4 separate regions of the Mus musculus genome follow, and all the other regions are linked to region 4. Evidence: chromatin contacts called from public ChIA-PET data. All regions are on one chromosome and are shown on one strand. Each heading gives the region's core, a stretch centred on a gene start, on an enhancer-like site or on the middle of the called end of the contact. The rest is flanking DNA. Distances are from core to core; before and after follow the strand shown.

What was found. ChIA-PET counts read pairs in DNA pulled down with a chosen protein or histone mark.
Region 1: a contact with region 4 is called in an RNA polymerase II ChIA-PET map of memory CD8 T cells, with 160 read pairs. The contact joins the promoter of Katnbl1 here to the enhancer-like site in region 4. A contact is called at or near these places in 3 of 39 promoter capture datasets (liver, macrophages and neural stem cells), 2 of 15 datasets of contacts at CTCF or cohesin (CD8 T cells and embryonic stem cells), 8 of 115 datasets of contacts at active chromatin or transcription factors (the SCID.adh cell line, bone marrow-derived macrophages, embryonic stem cells and 3 more) and 2 of 9 other capture datasets (adipose tissue and liver).
Region 2: an RNA polymerase II ChIA-PET map of memory CD8 T cells shows a contact between it and region 4, with 19 read pairs. The contact joins two enhancer-like sites. A contact is called at or near these places in 1 of 39 promoter capture datasets (the HPC-7 cell line) and 3 of 115 datasets of contacts at active chromatin or transcription factors (embryonic stem cells, memory CD8 T cells and thymic regulatory T cells).
Region 3: an RNA polymerase II ChIA-PET map of memory CD8 T cells shows a contact between it and region 4, with 51 read pairs. The contact joins the promoter of Slc12a6 here to the enhancer-like site in region 4. A contact is called at or near these places in 2 of 39 promoter capture datasets (neural stem cells and pre-B cells), 4 of 484 Hi-C or Micro-C datasets (CD4 T cells, embryonic stem cells and rod photoreceptor), 7 of 115 datasets of contacts at active chromatin or transcription factors (the 230-238 cell line, bone marrow-derived macrophages, embryonic stem cells and 3 more) and 3 of 9 other capture datasets (adipose tissue, liver and pancreatic islet).

Annotation. Positions count from the first base shown.
Region 1 is chr2:112,377,488-112,381,170 of GRCm38.p6, reverse strand. It overlaps Katnbl1 (katanin p80 subunit B like 1), which reads right to left and starts at 1,960. Exons shown (of 10, transcript NM_024254.3): 1 at 1,814-1,960. It also overlaps a transcript of Emc4 not described here.
Region 2 is chr2:112,713,360-112,716,644 of GRCm38.p6, reverse strand. All of the region lies in intron 65 of Ryr3 (ryanodine receptor 3), which reads left to right. Among named protein-coding and RNA genes, the nearest start is that of Gm22676, 210 kb to the right of the region's middle. Within about 2 kb of position 1,779, at least 32 of the 459 cell types and tissues checked have an H3K27ac peak or open chromatin away from gene starts, as enhancers often do. A contact at or near this core is called in memory CD8 T cells and thymic regulatory T cells, where this site is marked.
Region 3 is chr2:112,264,437-112,267,927 of GRCm38.p6, reverse strand. It overlaps Slc12a6 (solute carrier family 12, member 6), which reads right to left and starts at 1,614. Exons shown (of 25, transcript NM_133649.2): 1 at 836-1,614. The coding sequence starts at 1,106.
Region 4 is chr2:112,508,468-112,512,189 of GRCm38.p6, reverse strand. All of the region lies in intron 1 of Aven (apoptosis, caspase activation inhibitor), which reads right to left. It also overlaps a transcript of Chrm5 not described here. Among named protein-coding and RNA genes, the nearest start is that of Gm22676, 9.5 kb to the right of the region's middle. Within about 2 kb of position 1,824, at least 39 of the 459 cell types and tissues checked have an H3K27ac peak or open chromatin away from gene starts, as enhancers often do. A contact at or near this core is called in CD8 T cells, memory CD8 T cells and thymic regulatory T cells, where this site is marked.

The sequences.
Region 1 (3,683 bases), core at 711-3,210, 130 kb after region 4:
ATTTACAACATTTCCCAGTCTTATTTCATATGATGTTAACCAACATGAACTTTTAAAAAGATAACTTACTGTTCCCATTAAAAGTAATTTTTGGTCTGGATTCCTAGTCTTTGAACAGTTTCTTCAGTAAAATACCCTGCCTCCCTTTCTATAAATGTCTTACACAAGCCCTTCATTTCTTAGCTGTATAGCAGATTTACCCAGTCCAGATCATCATACATCACTGCCCCAAGGAAGAGTATATTATTTTGTAACTAATCTCACACCAAACTAACTTCCCTAATACCTGTTGCCTGGCACATTTCTTGAATATAGCTCACTGGATCCAGTACTGTGCTGGACACTGAGGCAATAGAAACCTCAGTAATTGCTGAATGAAGTTTCAAGGTTTCCATATGAATAAGTGCTGACTACTGAAGGTAGCTTACTCTTGAGGTGTTTCTCTGCAAGGTGTTATGAAGTATACTCATTCCAAATACAAAATAGTGTACCCAGTTTTAAAGAATCATGTTTCCAGCTGTTCTCTGGTCTCTGAAAAGTGAAACCATAAACCTTATTTCTATTTATCTTAGAAACATTTTTTTCCCTCAAACACAAAAATTAATCGTGGTCAATACGAGCAGGGAATGTGGTTGGTGTGTGGATTCATTCATGTGTAGTGTACACAGAGGCGTACGCACATAAATATCTCCGAAGCTCAAGCAAATGAAACAACACTTTGGACATTAGTAAGATCAAGGCAGAGGAGGCGGCCCTGTGGCTTTGTGGAGCAAATAACTATGTAACCCTACCTAAGATGACTTCCCCGTGCCTTTTTCCCGTGTCAAAATGATGATAATACTACCTATTCCAAAGCAGCACTCTTAAAACAACTCTTAGCACACAGAAAACAAAATAAGTAAGTTATTACTCGTTATGGCTTATTACAAGTCCAGCTACTATCCAAGCAAAAAGCCTCCATGCATAAACTTCTGACTTGAAGAAGCTGATTTGAAAGAGAGAAGAGGGCTGGAGAGATGGCTCAGCCGTTAAAGGCTAGGCTCACAACCAAAAATATATGAGAGAGGAAAAATCCTGAATGATTTTGTATAAAGTTTCAGATATTAGGTGGACTGGTGTCTCAGCGAGCTCGTTAAGTACGAAATCGGCAATAATTATAGAATTATCTCTTCCAGTTACTTTTTTCTCCAGATCTGCCAAGAAATTGATATAGCTGTTTTCAAGGGACTTTAGAAGCCAGTACAAAACAAATCAACTCTTTGTTATCTCCATGCCTAAGCTCAGTTAAGCACCTAGGTACAATTACGGAATAACTTTTCAGAAAGCACAACGAGGTTTTAAAAGTTGCAGTCAATGATTCTTATGCGGCTATGTCAAGTTTCTGTCCTTAGAAACAAAAGCCGATCTGTCTGGGACTCAAAAATTCCTCAGAAAAATAAGGAAATGCCTCAGCCGGGCCTAGGCTGCTCTGGGGAAAACCTGTCCTCGCAGAGCAATCTTCTCACGCGCCCCGTCTTTCCCCGTAGGGTGCAGATGTCGACTCCACCCGAAGATAAATAAATGACAGTAGGTTTGATCCATGCCTCTCCTGCCAGGACCCCCGAGGCCTGCAGCTCCAACCTCCAGACAACCGCTCGCCCGGGGGCTCCGCGGGAGACCGGGGGCCCCACCCGCCTGCGTCCCGCCCCGACCCCGCCGCCCAGCCCCGGAAAGGCCGCTGCCGCGGGGCCTGCAGGTGGGCCCGGCCAGCTGCTCAAGAAGCCCGCCGCGCGAGCAGCAGCGAAGGCCCCAACCGGGTCCGGCCGTCACTTACCGGCGCCTCATGGTACCGCAGCGCCCAAGCTCAGCCACTGTGCTGATGAACCGCTCCCGGCAGCTCGGAGCGTCCCTCGGATCCCCAGCCGGGCCCCACTCACAGCCATTCAAACACCGCCGCGCGCGGCCCGCCGGGATAGCTACCCCGTGGGCGGCCAGCCGGGCCCCACCCAGCTCAGACTCCGCCCCCTCGGATGCCTGCCGGAGGGGGACCAGGGTGCGGGGCGGCGGCGCCCCCTCGTGTCCACAGGTGCGTCCGACGCTTTGCCACAAGAACAGTGGACCTGCGGGTAAGGGACAATCTACACGTGGGGCAATCTGCTGTTAAAATCGTTCAGGAGAAGATGAATATTCATTTTCATTTAAACCACCAGGGTATAGTGGTTAAAAGCGTGGACTCTGGAACTGTGCCACTTTGGACGAGTCACAAAACGGTGTGCTTTTGAATTCCTCATCTGTAAAATGGAAATGAGGAAAATGCATCTGCCTCAGTATTGCTGGGGATAGCAAATGGGTTAATACATACAAAGTAATTTGGAGAGTATGTGGCTCCTGGTAAACACTACATAATTTCTGACTGTCTTGTTTTCTGTTACGTGTCACACTTCCAGAATCTCTTTTAACAATTTTTATCAACTTTATTATTTAAAAAAAAAAAAAAAACCGAAAAATTTGCAACTCCCAGCACCCTCCCTACCCAAAAACTCACAGACTGCTGCAACAGTCTTCAGACAAATGTGTATAATATAGGTCCTCTCCTCAGAAAGCAAGCTCAGTCTTCTTCGGTTGGGAACAAGACTATAAGATTAGGATTGGGCCGGGCAGGGTGGTGCACGACTTTAATCCCAGCACTTGGGAGGCAGAGGCAGGCGGATTTCTGAGTTCGAGGCCAGCCTGGTCTACAGAGTGAGTTCCAGGACAGCCAGGGCTACACAGAGAAAACTAGTCTCGAAAAACAAACAAACAAACAACAACAAAAGATTAGAATTGGTTCTGCCCCTGACATATTTTTAGTTACTGAGGGCAATTCCCTTGACCAGAGCCTGCTCAGGTTAAGCCACTGGTCAAGGGTAGCAAAGATAAGACTAAGTTTGTCTTCTGTGGTTGTTGTCCCCAGTACAGCAGCCAAGCAAGTAGGGCATTTGATGCAAGTCTTCCTCATACATCCCGTGGCTCACTTTTTTATATGCTCCTGAAAGAACTCTTAGGTCTTAAGGAAATGGCTGCTTAAGTTAAGTTCATCAACATGTTTAAGGATTTCCTATGCACCTAGCAGACTTGTCTCCAGGTGTTATAGACAACAGGAGGTGGCTTGGAAAGTCAGAAAGAGTGGTATTTGCAATACACCACACTGAGTGAGGTCATGAAAGCTATATTCTAAACGATGTGGATATTCAGAGCTAAGAGGCCATTAGTTAAGTATAATGTCATATATTTGTCCTCTGCAACAACAGGGCCCTAGCTTTAATCAAAAAAAAAAAAAAAAAAAAAAGTAACAATGAAAACATTGAAGCAGCCAGTTATGGGAATGGGAAAATATTTCTAGACTACTTTGTGTGAGCAATGTCTTTGAGAGCTGCTCAGATGATACCAAGCACAAGCAGGCACATGCCTCTATGTGTAGCCACACCTGCAAGCTCCATCTGGGTGAGCCAGTGAGAGGAACCAGGCCAGAGAGAATACTTCCTAAACATGACTTCTACCAAGTAGGTGGTGGTGCTTTAAAATAGAAGCGTAACGCACATGAAGTCACTTTCACTCAAGGTATTTCTTCATCATCCTAAACATGAATTTCTTGACGGCCCACTATGCAATAAAGATTATTCCTGGGCCCTCGGCAGAAGAGAATAAAGAGAGAAAAAACATGT
Region 2 (3,285 bases), core at 530-3,029, 200 kb before region 4:
AGTTGTAATCCTTCTTCTGGAGAGCAAAAGTAAGTAACCTCATATTTGGATTCAGTGTGATATTAGTAAGATTGTTACCGGGAGTCCACTAGAGATGACCACTCAGAGACAGTTTATAACCAGCTGAAAGTCTTTATTCCATCTAGCTGGGACTAGCTGAAGCAATCGGGACCCAAGTGTTTAGGTTTAGGGGCTGTAGAGGTAAAAATACATCATGGTATCTTGCTGACAGCTACACAGAAGTTTTATGCCAACAAGCAGTTTAACAGAAGCTAAGCTAAGTAGTTAGCTGGAGGGAGAGGCTTGCACAAGCAGGCAGTTTAACAGAAGGTAAGCTAGCTTGGGCATCTTGACCTTAGGTTCCTAGAACAGAGTTGAGATTCTATTTACAGGGGATTCTATCTTCTATCAAGAAGATTCTAGTTAAACCTGAAATGGCTTGAGCAAGAATACAAGATGGAGAAAGCTCTGTACTGTCTTGGGATGGCACAAGATGACACAGATGTCACAAGATGATAGGCTCAAATAAAACCTCTTCAATAGCTTTATTTTTAGTAAAGCTTGAATTCCAATAGAACTATAGTGATTTGATGAAATCTGAAGGCCAAACTGCCAAATTATAGGCCTTGCCATGTTAGGAGAAACAAAAATATAGTAAGTCATTTTAAACTATAGTCCATCTCATCTAGAGACAAGGTTTTCTGAAATTATGGATATATACTGCAAATGAACAGCCATACTCCATAAAAGTTCCATTTATTTCAGGTGCTCTTTCTTAAAATGTCATGAGGTCCTAAGCACACCTTGTCACCAGTGTCCTTCTAATCTAGAATGCAGAGTGCTAAACTACAGCAGTTTCAGTCTTTATTGCTTATTTCACATACTAAGAATACCCTACCCCAACCATTCCCCCCATAAAAAGGGTTCCCAGGATAATTTAGGTTAAGACCACTAATAAAATTCTACTGAATTAGAATAGCAGAGGGAACTAGAGGCTGGCATTTGATATGCACCACAGGTATTCACCAATAGAAAACCAGACGCCCCATTCACCAAAGGCAAGGGGAGATGAAGGAAGTGGCTCTCTCTGGCAGGCAGAAACCTATTTCACAGGTTGTTGTTGTCAGGGTGTCAAGTTTGAGCTGAGTCCATACTGTCATTTTGGGGGCATTTTTGCCTTTTAGGGACCTTTGGACCTAATACCTTTTTGCATCAGCAACACTGAGACTTGACCCCCAAGTCTCCTGCTTTTCACAGTTGGTTTAAATAAGCAATGAATGAATGCTGAGCATCTCTGTGGCTCTTTCTAAAGTCATATCTGCATCAAAATGAATTTTGGGAAGCGTGAATTACCTGGAGAGTAACTGATAGCTTAGTGGAACATAAGACTGTAGACTTTATTCATTACAAAATGGGTGGCTGAAGGAGAAAAGGAGAGGAAGGAATGTTTAAGGTAACAATGATGGCATGGTTTTTTTTAATGTATGGATTGATTTATAGCATCAATCTTCCAACAATTGGACATCACTATTAATTGATGTTTAGTGTTGTGCCAATAAAGTTAATTATATTAGAAGCCTCAATACCCTAAGAACATGTGTCACTTTCTTATCCAAAGCTAAAATATGCCTAAGAAAAAGTTTAATACCGTTTTGTGACACTTATTCAAACTGGCATAAAACCTTAGTCACATAGAAATAGCCTATTAGTCAGAGTATGGGGTTGACAAAAACATCCTGTCACCAGCCTCCTTGCTTACTTTCCATATCCTGTTTCAATAATCAGCCACTGAGAAAAGAGGCCCAGTTCCGGTGTAAGCTATCAGCCTACCTTGCAAAGGGGCAGTGCTCTTTGGGTGAAGAGCTGCTAGGAGAAGTGAATAAAGAACTTTCGAATCCTACTCGGTGGTTGTCAGAGTCACTTGGTTGGTGTGTTAAAGATCTACAAGGCCTCAAGTGAGAAACCAGAGGAGAGCAGAGCAGTTTCAAACAGCAGCACCACCAGGTCCTTGACAGCTTTGTCGTTTTTGTCTGCCTCAGCCACCTGGCTCTCTGCTCATGTCTACAAGAATCTTCTATCCTGTCCTGTGCCTTAAGGCAGGAAGATCCCCTCACACAGAATAGCAGGGTTGGGTGTTATGTATTGTGGGTTTTTTGTTTGTTTTATTTTGTTCTAAAATTAAAAGTATGCAAAATAAAGAAGATGCAGTTTAAAAAAAAAAAAAAAAAGATCTCCAAGGCCCACCACTGCCACTGGTATGTCTAACTCAGTAGACCTGGAGTAAGGCCTGAGGACCTACATCTCTGATATTTTTCCAGGGGTTACAGCTGCTGCAAATGAGAGGCCCTCACCATGAGAACTGTTATATAAAAGCTGCAAGGGCAGTATGTTCTAATGACTTTTCCCAACACTCTTGTGTCTGCCTCTAATAAGGTTCCTTTGAGGCTGACTTCAGGTAGCTAACATACCAGAATTTGCTCTTTGAGATTATCATGTGACATTTGGAGCCCAAAAACACCCTGTGAATCATAAATGTTGGTCCCATTCAAGGACCAATTATTGTATGTATAAATAACTTCTAAAGGTCATTATCATGACTGCAGTGCACCAACCTTAAGCAACTTCTTGTTCTTCTTCTGTGGGAGAAAGAAGTGTCTATGGTGATAATTATGTGTGTGACTTTTAGACACACACACCTGAGCTTTCTTATATATAACTGTGCTCGCAAATAAGTGTGTCAGTTGCCTGTGCCGCTCGATACTGTTCTGAATGCTAAGCTCCTGGTGCAAAGGCTGGCTTCTCAGCATTTAATGCTTTGCTCTGATAGTGTATATGTAAAATTACCGTGTGTATAAGGGTCTCCCGGGATTCCCAGGCTGTCACCCATGTTTTCTGATGCACAGAGCAAGGTCCTTTGTCAACATCCAACGTCAGCAATACAAAAGAAAAGAAATCTAATTCTTTCTGAAATAATACTGAATTCTAGTTTCATTTCGTTCTGGGTGCCCCTATCCAGTGAAGTGACCTCAGTCATACAAAACAGAGAAAAGGGAGTTAACTCACTAGTCCCAGGAAATATGCTTTCTTAAAAAGCAAAGTGAGTGACAGACAGAAAGTCACTTAAGTCACCTGAAGTTATTGATCATTTCTGTTGTAAAGGCATAGGATCAATCCAGGAGCGATTTTTTTTCCTCAGTGTATTTTGAACAAGATGCTAAGTATTAGAGCCTCTAGCCCAGCTGCAGGGATGTTAGATGGGATGTTTTCCTTTCCCTTTGTCTTAGT
Region 3 (3,491 bases), core at 365-2,864, 240 kb after region 4:
GGGAAAAACTTAAATAATAAAAAAAAAGACTTATGCTGGTCCGAATGAGGCATAAAACTAAGTGGCAGTTCTCAAGTTTTTTAACTGAGTCTGGAAAAAGTAACTTTCCTCCTTGCATCACCTCTTCCCACTAAATCAAAGGAAAACTTCTAATTCAAGTCAGGCTCGTCAGCTCAAGGTCAAGTCTGGAAAGTGGTTAATACGAACAGAAGTGGCTTCTATAGGTTCTGACTACAAAACTCAATATACAATATACAAAATAGTTATCTAAAGCTCAGCAGGGAAATTATGTGGGAATCATGCACGAGAAGTCCCTCTCGAAAGTTCCATTCTTTCAAGAGAGTACCACTTCCTTGAGTGAATTCAGTTACTTTAAATACTCTATAAAAACATAAATTTCAAAAAATAATTTTATGACACCCAACTGAATCTGCAAAAGAATCCAGTAAGACACAAGATGTAACAACCTGCCTTAAACGCTGACTTAGGAGTCAAAGCCCCAAAGCTCTCTAGAAAGCGCATATCCAGCCCATTAAAATTTTAGTTTAGAACTTTTTTTGTGTGTTGTAAAAGATTTAATTTTTTAAAAATAGTCATTTTAATTAGAAATAAGACAGAAATAAGGAAACCAAAATAGACATTTCCTTGCCCTCTTGCCAGCTACTTTCCCACGCCAAAAAGACTACTGCAGTGACCTACTAACTGTCGCTATTATTCCCACACTCGTAAGCATCACAGAAACGTGGGCCTTAATTTATGATTATAAAATTAGGGTAGTTAGCCAACATGGACAACCCAAGGGTTGAAACACCCGGCTCTCTGAGTCTCTACTTACCCTCCGTAACATCCTGGGGATTAGAAGTCCGGTCACTGGAAGGATCTAGGGCAACAGTTGCCAGAGAAGTAGTAGCCCCAGACAGTTCGCTCATAGGCTCACTACGGCTTGTTTCTGGCACACTTTCTCGGGAGCTAAATCTTACTCGAGAACTAGACCGAGAGCTGAGGTCCGGGCTGGTGTCTGACAAACCTGGAATGTCATCAATCTTAGTTGGTGTCACCATGAACCGAACTGAGGACATCTTGGTGGTGGCTTCTGGTGGATGCATTTTCCCCCCCCTTTCCTTTTTGACAAAGAAAAAAGGAAAAGCTCACAAAAACTCTTCCTCCTACACTAGCTACTTCTGATTGCAAAAATAGAAGGGGAAAAAAAACCAAAAACCCTCAATTACCCTGATTTACAGCCCACAAAGGCCCAATTAAGAATCCGTGTATAGAATTCAAGCCAGCTGTTTTATAAAGTGCCCCACCAGTAACTGAAAAATAATTTTCGAGAAAACAAAATAAGAACAAAACGATGCTAATCCTGTATAACTTGGTTCTTTCAGAATCCTAGCTATCTCCCCTGGTCCAGGGCTGAGGGCTCCGTGCCATGATCTCACAGCAGCTGGTGACGCCTCCCTCTGCTCAACCCCCAGGGTCCGGATGAGGTAGTTAGTCCTTTATCTGCCGAGTGTCCCACGGTTCTAGCTGAGGACGGAGCATGCAGGCCCACCCTTATCAGGCGTATAAGAGCGTGGATCAGATTGCGCAAAGGTGTGCACCAGCCACCTGTTGTGTATCAGGTGAATACCCCACAGGTCTGGCTGGGAGGAGGTGTGTGCTGAGCCACCCGATGTTTTTGAGGTCGATAATCCACTTGGGTCTGGTGGGAGAGATGCGCATGCATAACGGGAAAATACCCCCACACTACAGGAAGGAGAAAGAGGAGAGCCACGAGAGGATGCCGAAGCAGAGTGGATTCCTGCCTCCCAGAGGTCTCGTCCTGGCAAAGGAGCTGGAGGCGGCGGCTAGCGGATCAGGGCAGCTCCCACTGCAGGGTCGTGGCAGGTCGTGGCGAGTCCCTCAAGCCCACGACCGCTCGCCGTGTTTGCACTGCGTGTGACAGGACGCGCTTTCCTCCCGGGGCCCGTTAGCCTCTCGCCGGCTTTCCTTGGGTCTCGGCGGAGGGAGAAGACGGCCAGGCAGGCTGGTCCCGGCTACGGAGGAGGTCGCAGGTGCGGGAGCCCGCGCCAGCTGATGCGGGTGCGCGCGCAGCTGTTGTTTACTAGCCGCTAACCGTTCCGGAGCCGCGGCGCGCAGGAGGCCCCCTCCCCGGCAGACGCCCGAGGCCGTTACGTGACCTCGCCGCCCCCCGCCCCGGGCGCGGCGGGCTGTGCCCGCGCCGCCGCAGCCCTCCCCTTTCCGCCCCTCTCGTTCCTCATTCGAGGTTAACCGTCCGGAGAAGTCTGGGGAGCTAGAGGGCGGCGCCGTCCTGCGGCCGGGCAACAGCAGCCCCGCCCGGAGCATGCAGCGCGGGAGACAGAGGGCACCACGCCTGCGCGGACCGGCGACTCTCACGTGGAGCACGACGGGAACTGTAGTCCGCCCTAGGGTCTGAACGCGTGTGGCGAGCTGCTTTTTCCTCACCTGTGCTCCACGTACTCAGTATGCTGCTTAGAGGCACTCAGTGAACACTGACCCGCGAACCGCAAGGGTCATCTCTAAAAGCTCTCTGGAAACCTTAACTCTATGGCACCCAAACCTCCCATTACGGTATCTAGTTACCTTAGATGTGACCTCTGTAAAAATTCAGTTGTCTTTTCTAAGACACCTGTATCTTGTTCATCATTATGGGCTACTTTCCCCTTTCTTGTTCATATCCTTTTGAAACTGCAAGCCAGGCTTAAATTTCCATTAAAGAGAACTTATACAGACATGGAGAAGACATTGGGATATCTGCTCTGCAACATTTCCAGGATTTGACCCACTTTATTAACACTAGAATGTTTATTTAATTCGTCAAGGTGTTTTAATAACTTTCAGTTCAACCATGTTTTACTTGAAAACGCTCTGAAAGTTTGATCAAAATGCAGAAACTCACTGGAGCCTTTCCTGAGACCTTTCCTTTCCTCCTAGTTGCAAATCAGTGGACTTAATAATGGAGCAGGAGGCTAGACCCTCAGTGGTTAACAGCGTTTACTGCTCTGAAGGAAACCCTAATTCCGTTCCCAGTTCTCATGGCCCTGTAACTCCAGGTCTAGGTGATAAGACCCATGCTGGCACTGCACTTAAATACACATAAAAGATTTATAGTTTAAAAAAAAAATGAATCAAAACCATCTTAATTCCAGGGCTTGGAAATTCACTTTGACCAAATGGCAATTTCCAGTCGAGTTTGATAGCTTGGAAATAAAACGAAACCCGTTAAAATGTAAAATTGTATTAGATCTTTGAGTATTTGACATATCCAAAGCCCTTGATTCTATCCTCATCAGTGAGGGTGGGGGCAGGGTTAGAAAACTGGTACACTTATTTATTTTGAGTGTACAAATACATGAGTCCTTCTGATTATAGGTCCCAGGATCTGAACCCAGATCTGCAGGCTTGTGGGTGAAGCACCTTTGCTGCCAAAATACCTCTTTTGCTCTTTAGAGAAAGTGAAACATGAGTTC
Region 4 (3,722 bases), core at 575-3,074:
CATGCCCTCTTCTGGTGTCTCTGAAGAGAGTAACAATGTACTCATACAAAATAAATAAATCTTTAAAAAAAAATGGTGTGTGGAGAGGAATGGCGGCCAGAAATAAACTACTCACATGACTACTGCCAAGATGGGAACGGAGGAGTAGCAATTCGTTATTCAGTTAGCCTATGTGGTGTTGTATATTTGAAACTTTCCATAATAAATGAGGTGATATTTAAAGAAAAAAACGCTTGTAAAACGTAAATACTTAATTCAAAAAAAGTCCAAAAGGTTATAATATCCTTATCAAGAAAAGAAAACTAGTGAAATATATTCAAGCCAACTATTTATATACAAGTGTTAAGCATGAATTTTTGAAAAATCCAACTAGCTGGGTATGGTAGCACATACTCAAAATTCCACCATCCTCATGAATTGGAAGTAGCCTAGATTACAAAGTAAGGCCTACGGACGGGGGATGGCTTCCTGGAGACAAAGAGTCAGCTTCCTTTAAGGCTGTGGCTCCTGGTAGGCTCACCATGCTCCGCTGGAGAGCCTCACTATCAGGAGTTTATGCCCAAAACCTAGGATACCCAAGATATAAGATACAATTTCCTAAACACATGAAACTCAAGAAAAATGAAGACTGAAGTGTGGACACTATGCCCCTCCTTAGAAGTGGGAACAAAACACCCTTGGAAGGAGTTACAGAGACAAAGTTTGGAGCTGAGATGAAAGGATGGACCATGTAGAGACTGCCATATCCAGGGATCCACCCCATAATCAGCATCCAAACGCTGACACCATTGCATACACTAGCAAGATTTTATCAAAAGGACCCAGATGTAGCTGTCTCTTATGAGACTATGCCGGGGCCTAGCAAACACAGAAGTGGATGCTCACAGTCAGCTATTGGATGGATCACAGGGCTCCCAATGGAGGAGCTAGAGAAAGTACCCAAGGAGCTAAAGGGATCTGCAACCCTATAGGTGGAACAACATTATGAACTAACCAGTACCCCGGAGCTCTTGACTCTAGCTGCATATGTATCAAAAGATGGCCTAGTCGGCCATCACTGGAAAGAGAGGCCCATTGGACACGCAAACTTTATATGCCCCAGTACAGGGGAACGCCAGGGCCAAAAAGGGGGAGTGGGCGGGTAGGGGAGTGGGGGTGGGTGGGTATGGGGGACTTTTGGTATAGCATTGGAAATGTAAATGAGCTAAATACCTAATAAAAATGGAAAAAAAAAAAAGAAAAAAAAAAAGGAGTTTATGGGCAGCACCAATTGGACTCAATAGATTACTGGGGTTGAGGGGAGAACAGGGAGGTGGGGGAGGATCTGGAAGGGGTCAGGGTCAAATTTAAGGGATGAATATGATCAAAACACATTATGTGAAATTCTCAAAAAATCAACTAAAGTATTTTTAAAGCACTTTACTAACACAGAAATGTAGAAGATGATGAAGATGAAAATTAAGATAAAATTTAAAACCCACATTTAGGCTACTTGTATAGTACACACAAGGACCTACATTCAAAGTCCCAAGTACCACCTAGAAAAACCCCTTTCATCACCTAGAGAGTACCAAAGGACACATATTCCCAGTTCATTCCTCTATTATATTAATACATTTTATTTTTTGGTAACCAATTTTATTAAGTCAGCATGTCTACCTTTCCATTTCAATACATTTCATTTTCTATGTCTCACACACACACACACACACACACACACACACACATACACACACACTCACACACTGTTGAAAGGGCTGGTCCTGTTCTGTTTCTGAGAAAATCTTATCATGAAGCTCAGGCTCTCAGATTCAGATGTTTCAGCCCGCCCTCCCCCCACCCCCCAGCACTGAGGTCACAGGCATATGCCACCACGCCCAAACCACACAGACTACTTCTAGACCCACGCCCTCCAAAACAAACTCCTTTAAAGCTTATTTCTTACAGCAAGTTCCCAATGGGTTCTACCTGCCCCTTACCCTACATCATTAGAAGCTACCAGCACACGCTTTCTTTATATTGTGTCAATTTATTGACAAGGCCTGGCCTGGGAGCATGCAGAAGAGTCCATCTTCTGTCTGGCTTTTTCCTTGCTTTTCTTAAATTACTTATAGATTTGTTTTTAATTTCCAATGTTGCTTAATGCTCAGTCAAATAGGTCTTGACTAAAATATACTGTATGTGGTCACCTGAACATAGTTACAACACATCAGTTGACAGACAGACAAAAGGAAACCCCAGCACAACTAACAATGTGAACTGACAGAGGGCTGAGTGGCGGGTCTGCCCACTCACAGTACAGATATGACCCCATTTCTATTTAGGACATTTCTGCAACTTTACTTTGGTCATCAACCATTCACCCAACAAATTTCATATTAGTCAATAATTCTCACCTAAATGAAACTGCATAAAGTTTCCTAAAAGGATGGACTAAATAGGCCTTCCAAGATCTCTTTCAGCCCTCAAATATCATAAGTCTCACTATAAAAACAAGAAAATTCGAAAAAATAATAATAATTAGAGGCAGGTGGATTTCTGAGTTCGAGGCCAGCCTGGTCTACAAAGTGAGTTCCAGGACAGCCAGGGCTATACAGAGAAACTCTGTCTCGAAAAACAAAAACAAAAAGAAAAACAAAAAAAAGAAAATGGCCATTTATATCAAAATCTAGAGATTACAAAATGTGGCCTGAAGCCTAGAGGCTGCCATCTCTATAAACTTCTGAAGGCCCAAAGATGCTGGCTGAGTTAAGTTATTTAGTGAGTGAGATCTGCTAATGAGTGACTAATACCAGAGACTGATGAGGGCTTGGGGGCTAGAACGAGCACTCAAAGTGTGAGCAGGGTTAGCGTGGGAAAGCCTAATATTCTTTTATTGTCCCATGGAGTAAGTTCATAGAAGCTTCTCCAGTTAGCTTGAAATCTCTAAGCAGCTAAAGCACAAGGTAAAATGTATACCTGAGCAAGATAATGATTCTGATATAAAACACAACTGTGACCTGAGAGCCTGCTGCTGCAGTAAAACCAACAGTGAAATGAAAGGCAGGAGACCTGGGGAGAACCGAGGACCCTGCAATTGCCACTATTCCAGAGTCCCTGAGCATTCATAACAGACTAGCCGCCTGCAGACGAACGACTCCCTGACCCCAAATTAGAGGTGCACCAAACTAGTATCTCATTGCTCCGACTCAAATGCAAGGGCCACAGGAGCCCCCATCAGAGGAGAGTAGAAAGAAGGATAATACATAGGAGACATTTGCTTCCTTATACAAACATGGACATAGCAAGCAGACACAGTACTACATAAACATGGTGTTTTTATGATGCCATCATGTCAAAGCTAAACTGGTCATTTTCACAGTAATACTTTGTACCTGGATGCTGGTCACTGGTTTCAGTGTTCATAAAATAACAGAAACCCAATTAGGTTACTTATAAATCAAAGTACAGCTGAGCTATTATCCTGCCCAGTGGCAACACAAAAAACAACAAAGTTCCACTGGAACACACAGAGGGGCTCAGCTAAAATGAGGACTGTTTTACATGCAGCTTTTCTAATAGTCAAGTGTCAATTTGACTTCACCTGCTCTACAGAATGGAGATGAAGCAAATCCTCAAGATGGGCAAGCTAAAACTCTCCATTAGCCGGGTGTGGTGGTACACGCCTTTAATCCCAGCAACTCAGGAACAACAATGACAAAAGACAAATCAATTTTCCGCTA